Regions from separate parts of the Oryzias latipes genome. Here region 1 is linked to region 2. The links are chromatin contacts, called in public Hi-C maps. All regions are on one chromosome and are shown on one strand. Each heading gives the region's core, a stretch centred on a gene start, on an enhancer-like site or on the middle of the called end of the contact. The rest is flanking DNA. Distances are from core to core; before and after follow the strand shown. Region 1 holds the start of LOC101160967 (iroquois-class homeodomain protein IRX-1-like). Region 2 holds the start of nol9 (polynucleotide 5'-hydroxyl-kinase NOL9).

Region 1 (3,031 bases), core at 216-2,715, 180 kb before region 2:
TCATCACAGACTTCTGTGAGTGGAATATACAAACACCCAAATGAAGTTAGGGGACTGCGCATTGGTTTGGTTGGTTTTTCGCACGTTTTGAAACATGTATAATTGGGTTTCCTGTTCGTTTGATCTCAATTTTCTGACACTTTTTGCGTCAAAACCTGCAGAGAAATCTGCGGAAAAGCAGCCAAACATCAGATCCCTCCCACGTAGACTCCCATTGCCATGACTGACATTCATGCATCTCATGCATTTTCTGCCAAAATGATAGAACGCAATGATGAAACGCATCACAGTCACGAAATTATGCGTGAAAGCGAGTTTCACGCACGCGTAAAAACCTCCCGAAAAGTTTTGCTGATTCCGGATTTCCTGCAGGGATTTCTGCTCCGTTAACGCATCCCAAACCAAGGCCGCAACAAAGCGCGCAATTCAGAGTAATCAAATGGCTCTAATTAAACGAGGTGAAGTGAAGCAAGTGTTGACTAATGTATATGATAATTGCGCGATAACAGATGCGCGCGCCAGTGGGTCACAGATAAGAGAGGATTATTCTTGCGCGCGCGTCCCCCCCGTCCTGTCCTTCAGAGGAGGCCTGGTTCAGGTCTGGACGCAGGAGCAGCTTTTTATGAACAGCTGCAGAAAACCAGTTAAAAAGCAGCAGAGTCATGGTGTGGTGACTCATCAAATTACGAGGTTATTAACGTCTTTCACACATGTAGGATAAACTAGTTTGACATTTGCTTAAATGGTTTTGTACTTTGTAAATCTTTCATGAATTATTATTTTTTGTTTTATTAGTTTTTAAAGTTTCCAAAAAAAAATAAGTTATGGATCTGCGCAGATGCCGTTTTATGTTCAGTATTGTTGCCGTAAATGCAGAAATACCTGAAGAATCTGTCAGAATTAGCTAATTGCCATCAAGAATGTTGCTTTATTATGTATTTTGACTTTATTTTCTACTCTTTTTGCTCCATTTTGCTAAAAGATGTGCAGGTCAAGCAACAGACTTTAAATAAAATCTTCAAATGAGTTATTTTATAAAAGGGTGTTGGACTTAAAATGTGTTTTTGTTTGTTTGTTTGTTCTAAGATTAAACTTTGGAAAAAATAAAAAAATTACTAATGTAATTTGACACAGAAACAAGTTCTGACAGCTGAATGTCCAAAGCCTCGGTGTTTACTGGTTTTCTTCTATTTCTTTTTTTTTTTTTTTGTAGATTTTAGAGTAAAACAGTTAAAGAAAACAAAAAATGATGTTCTAATGTGATTTCAGCTGCCAGCTTTTAAATATATTTCAATACATATCCAGTATGTGCAGTTTTTTAATTAACGTATAAGAAAATAATTCTCCTAAAAAATCAGGGATTTTCGTTTGGATTTTTGAATGAATATTTTTGTCTTACAGAAGAAAAAAAATCTGTTAAAGCAAGAAAAATTACATTTCTGTTTCTATTTTCTTTACAAATTTAGCCAGATATCAGTGTAACCCTTGTGCTATCCTAGGCACTTTAACATTGGGAGTTGGGTCATCTAGACCCACTAAACAGTGCTCTGAACCTTTTTTCTTCAATGATTTGTGATCTTCACTGGTGTCCATGGATTACAAGCAATCTTTCCACCTTTGTCATGGTAGGGACAACACGTCAATGCAAGGGTGGGGTCATCTAAGATAGCACAAGTGTTAACTGACATATATTTACCCCCCAAAAAGGAAAAAAAATGTCAATGTTTGTGTTTTATTCTTGAAATCTTAAAGTTCTAATTTTCTCAGATATTTTTCAAGGATGATTCACACATCAAGTATTAATTTATCTATTTGGTTGTTTGTTAGTATTTTACATAAAAAAGACATCATGTAACTTTTTTTTTTGTTTTCTATGCATTTTGTGATCCAAACCTCTGTATGTTTATACAGTGAATAAAAACTAAGTTTGAAAAAATATGAAAGCCACAATTTCGAATTGATGATGTTGAAATTAAAGTTTTCTTTATGGCAATGTAAGTTTTTCCTAACAGGTTTTGTCAAAAGTTGTGTTCTGATTTTAAGTCTTACATAAAAAGAAGTGTCTTCTCCTCATCAGGTGATATTTACAGCTCCTTTTCTGAACTTTGACCTTTGATCTCCTGACAAAAAGAAAAAAAAGAACAGAAACATTTGATTCTGTTTTTTTTATTTTTTGTGTGTCTTAAAGCCCAAATAAATTCAGGATTAATTCAAACGATCTGTTGGGTTGGAGTGAGGAAAAAAAAAAAGAAGCAAATAAGCAGAAAAGAAAACCTGGTGAATGTGAAGAGAAAGGAGGAATTCATGTGGGTGGGGTCCTTGTAGCCCAGAGCAAATTTGTCCAAGAGCAACAATGGGCCGAACGGAGTGCAAAGAGGAGGCAGCTTATGGTATCAGCGCTCCTCGTCTCTCCACACCAACGGCTCAGGGGCTGCTGCTGCTTTTGTCGGAGAATTTCCTTCATCCTCTTCCTCTTTTGGCAGCCCGGCCTCGGTGCAGGTGTTGTCGTCTCTCTGACGGCCTTCCGCTGTTTGCCGTGAGGATGTCGCTCGTTTACGGGGCGGGGGGGGAGGGAAGAAAAGTCACCAAATGGAAGACGACCAAACAGATAGCAGGAGATGCCACAGAGGATGGAGGGATCCGTATCCCCAGATAAGCTGTTCCCAAACGGTCCTCCTTTATCTGCAAATCCTGGCATTTTCACTCTGATTAGTGGATAACCAGATGGGCCCGCTGTTGGATTTAAATGCAGAAACTCAGTGCAAGTGCTTTGATGAGCGAGTCGGGGCAATGTTGAAAGGCGTGACCTCAATTACAGGCCGTCCCCTTTACCTGCAAGCCGACAAAAGGCCCTAAACGTGTCATTAGAGCAGCGTGAAGGAGGCCAAAGCTCAGAGGAATCCACACAACCTTTCACACCTTCCTCCCGCTTGTTCGTTTACCTTTGCTGCACTTCATTCAGGGGGGGGAAACAAAAATATTCAAATGCCTGCCGCAACATTTTTTTTTTCTTCCCCCATAAAGGAACGGA
Region 2 (3,122 bases), core at 234-2,733:
AGCTGAGAGGGAATTCTTAGGCTTACCGCTGGGGGGCTGAACAGCTCGCTCAGATGAGTGAAGCTGGACAGAAAGCGGGTCAAAGGCGTCTCCATGGGCTCAAGCAGGATGACCGAGGATGCCAGCATTATCTTCTTCAGCAACTTCTTCCGTGATGCTGCAGGCAAAGAGCACTTTGATGAATAAAAAGCTGAAGATTTTTCTTTTCTTTTCGATTGTTAAAACTTTCTTTGAGTTCCATACCCGGTGGAAGGTACTTTTGTAGAATCTGCGACGCCTCTGTTCGGTCATTTCGGTGGAAGTGTGAGGTTTCCAGAGCCCTGATGGTGAGGGGACAGTGCGACGCCGGGGAGTAGACAGGGTAGGACTTCTGGCCCTCTTCGATAGTGAATCCCATCACTTCCACACGGCCATAGAGACAAGTCAAAAAGCACTTCCCTCTGAAACATAAGGTCTAAAAAAAATTAAACCATAATGTAAATCACAAAAGCTTTATAAGTTTACTCGGTTAGTTAGCATGCTAAACCTACTTGATCTTGCTGCATGACCAGCACAGCATGGTTCTGTCGATCATCTCTCTGTGCACAGTGATGGAGAGCCTCTCCTTCCAGTCTACCAAACTTGACATCCCACGTCTCCCCTGTGGTCTGCAATCCATTTCTGTGAATTATCTGGGAATACTCCTTCAACTGTTGCAGGTCCTCTACCTCCTCATCCAAAGTGAACATGGAGCTTCCGTTAGTCTGAGGGTTCGTTTTCCTAACTCCAGACTCCGAAGGCTTGCTCTTGTTGTGGTCAGAGACCGTTTTTGCTTTATTTTTTAGCCTCTTCACAGACGGCTTTTTCTTGGCAGAGACCTGATGCTCCTTTACCACCCTGACCATGACGGGGCTGGAGTTCAGATCAGAGGACTTGATGGAGGGTCTGCATCTTTTGCTCCTCACGTCTTTCCACTTCTGAGATTTCCCTTTGACCTGCGCTTGTTTGTTCACCTTCATGATCACCTAATCAAAGATGGGGACAAAAAGGAGGAGAAGACTCACTGAAGCAGGAGGCGACACAGGAAACTGAATAGTTAGCCAAAGCTACACTCGGCTACAAACTCAGAAGGAAAGCAATAGCTTTGTGTTTGTTAAGAAGAAACACGATTTTACAACAGTATTATGACAAAACTATTTTTGAAATAACAAATTAATTTAAATGGCTAGCGTACCAATACAGGTTTTTCCCGTGTTAGCATTAGCTGCTAGCCTACCTATTTCAGAATGATGGGAAATGCTTACCTCTTAGAAAGAAAACCCGAGGCGCAGCTGTAAAGAGCTCCAACTGCCGCTGTATTAGCCAGGTAGGTAGTAAAACTGATTACCTCATATCAAAGAAGAGGCTCATTTGTGCAAGCAATGCTACTAGCATGCTAGCAGACGCGTGTGAACCAACGGGCTTTTCGTGGGTTGGATCAATCAAACGAAGGTCGGGATGTGATTGGCTGTCACGTTGTTAGGCAACGAAAATCCGCGATGTACTGTTTTTTCCCCTTTAACTTAAAAAAATTGTGTTTACATTTTGACCAACTACATAAACATTTTGAACAAAAAAAAACAATAGTTAAAAAAAATTATTAAAATACTCTTCCATGCGTTTTTGTATCTGTGCTGTGTCAACTATTAATTTCCCATTTTTGCTTAGTGTCTTCCATTAATTAATACAAATATTTATCAGTTTATTTATCAGTCAATTTCTTTAATTTAACTCTATATATTATAAACAGAGATAGAGTTAAAACGGGTTGTTAAAAAGTGTGTTTGCGACTGGTCCAATTTCCCAGTTATCTTGGGGTAAAAAAATGGCCGGCAGCAACTGTCCAAGAGTGATATTGTTTTTATGTGACGCATCCGTTTTTCATAAAAAATCAGTTAAAAAAAACGATGTTACTTAACGAACAATATAAAAATATAAAATATAAATAGTTATTTAGTTCGATAGTCAAACAGAATTTTGGAAAACTAAAGTTTATTGTGGGACAACAGCAACCTTTCCCGGAGTTAAATGTGAGCGGCGTCACATCCTCTTCCTTCTGCTGCTTTTGGGGCCTTCACGAAACGAAAACAATACGGACGATGCGTTATTTTTGTGTTTTACATTTATATGCGCCTGGCAGCTTGACTGGACGCGGTTTGTCTCCAGGTTCTAGTTAAATAGATGTCCTGCAGACCTTCTGATGAGGCGCAGATTTCCCGGCGCGGCTGGCTTAGGGAGCGTCTTTAAAGATCCTCGAACGAAAATAAACGTGGAGGTGCGTACTTGGGGAGCTGGGGAATCGCTCACAAAAATGTCAGGACCTAATCATCCAATGTTAAAAATATACATTTATTCTGTTGGCAAGACTCTCTTTAAAAATTTAGTTATTTCAATACATTGATTTTTCCCAATTGGAAGATAAAAATGAAAATATTTTCTTCAAAAATATCTTTGCAGCTTCAACATATAATTTTAGAAATTGTTTATTTTAAGAGGGACTACTTATTGTAGAGAAAGCTGTCCTAAAAAATTCAGAATTATGAAATGCAAAAATACCATTTTGTATTCAAATTTAACTTTATTTAAAAACACATTTACTGTTTTTATTAGGACTAAAGAACTTTTTTTCCCTTAAATATATAGTAATTTGATAACATTTATAGCATTTTTCTTCAATAATTACGCTTAAAAGACCATAAAATTCAAATGATAATAGAAAAGATATTTAGGCGCAAAAGTCAAAATACAAATTTCTACTGTCACTTAAGAAAAAACCCTGAATTCTTCATCAAAGTTAATGAGTTATTAATGGAAACATCTATCGTTCAGCTTTTTTTTGTGTGTGTGGGAAAATGATAAAAAATGAGGCATTATAAAAGAAAATCTTTAGAAAATAAGATGGCCTTATTCGTTATTAACATCAAACTTCCACAGTAGGTTTAAAAGTAGCAGCTTTAACTGGATAACTTAGCAAAGTGCAGAACAAAGTTTTTGTATTAAAAAAATAAGGTTGTGATGCCTTTTTTGTGAAGTACATGCTGGTACACTAAGTAAAAATAATATTTATATATTGCATAAATGATTTTCAGTGTACTGTTTATTTA

The links. A called contact is a pair of places that touch in the nucleus more often than the background predicts.
Region 1: a Hi-C map of gastrula embryo shows a contact between it and region 2, with 2.7 times the contacts expected there. The contact joins the promoter of LOC101160967 here to the promoter of nol9 in region 2. A contact is called at or near these places in 3 of 5 Hi-C or Micro-C datasets (embryo, fibroblasts and gastrula embryo).

The regions. Positions count from the first base shown.
Region 1 is chr7:24,410,195-24,413,225 of ASM223467v1, reverse strand. It overlaps LOC101160967 (iroquois-class homeodomain protein IRX-1-like), which reads right to left and starts at 1,465. Exons shown (of 2, transcript XM_023956887.1): 1 at 1-1,465.
Region 2 is chr7:24,226,714-24,229,835 of ASM223467v1, reverse strand. nol9 (polynucleotide 5'-hydroxyl-kinase NOL9) reads right to left here and starts at 1,483. Exons shown (of 13, transcript XM_004086291.3): 1 at 1,284-1,483; 2 at 531-1,004; 3 at 244-454; 4 at 27-157. The coding sequence starts at 998. LOC101161711 (telomere zinc finger-associated protein) reads left to right here and starts at 2,036. Exons shown (of 11, transcript XM_004086297.4): 1 at 2,036-2,293.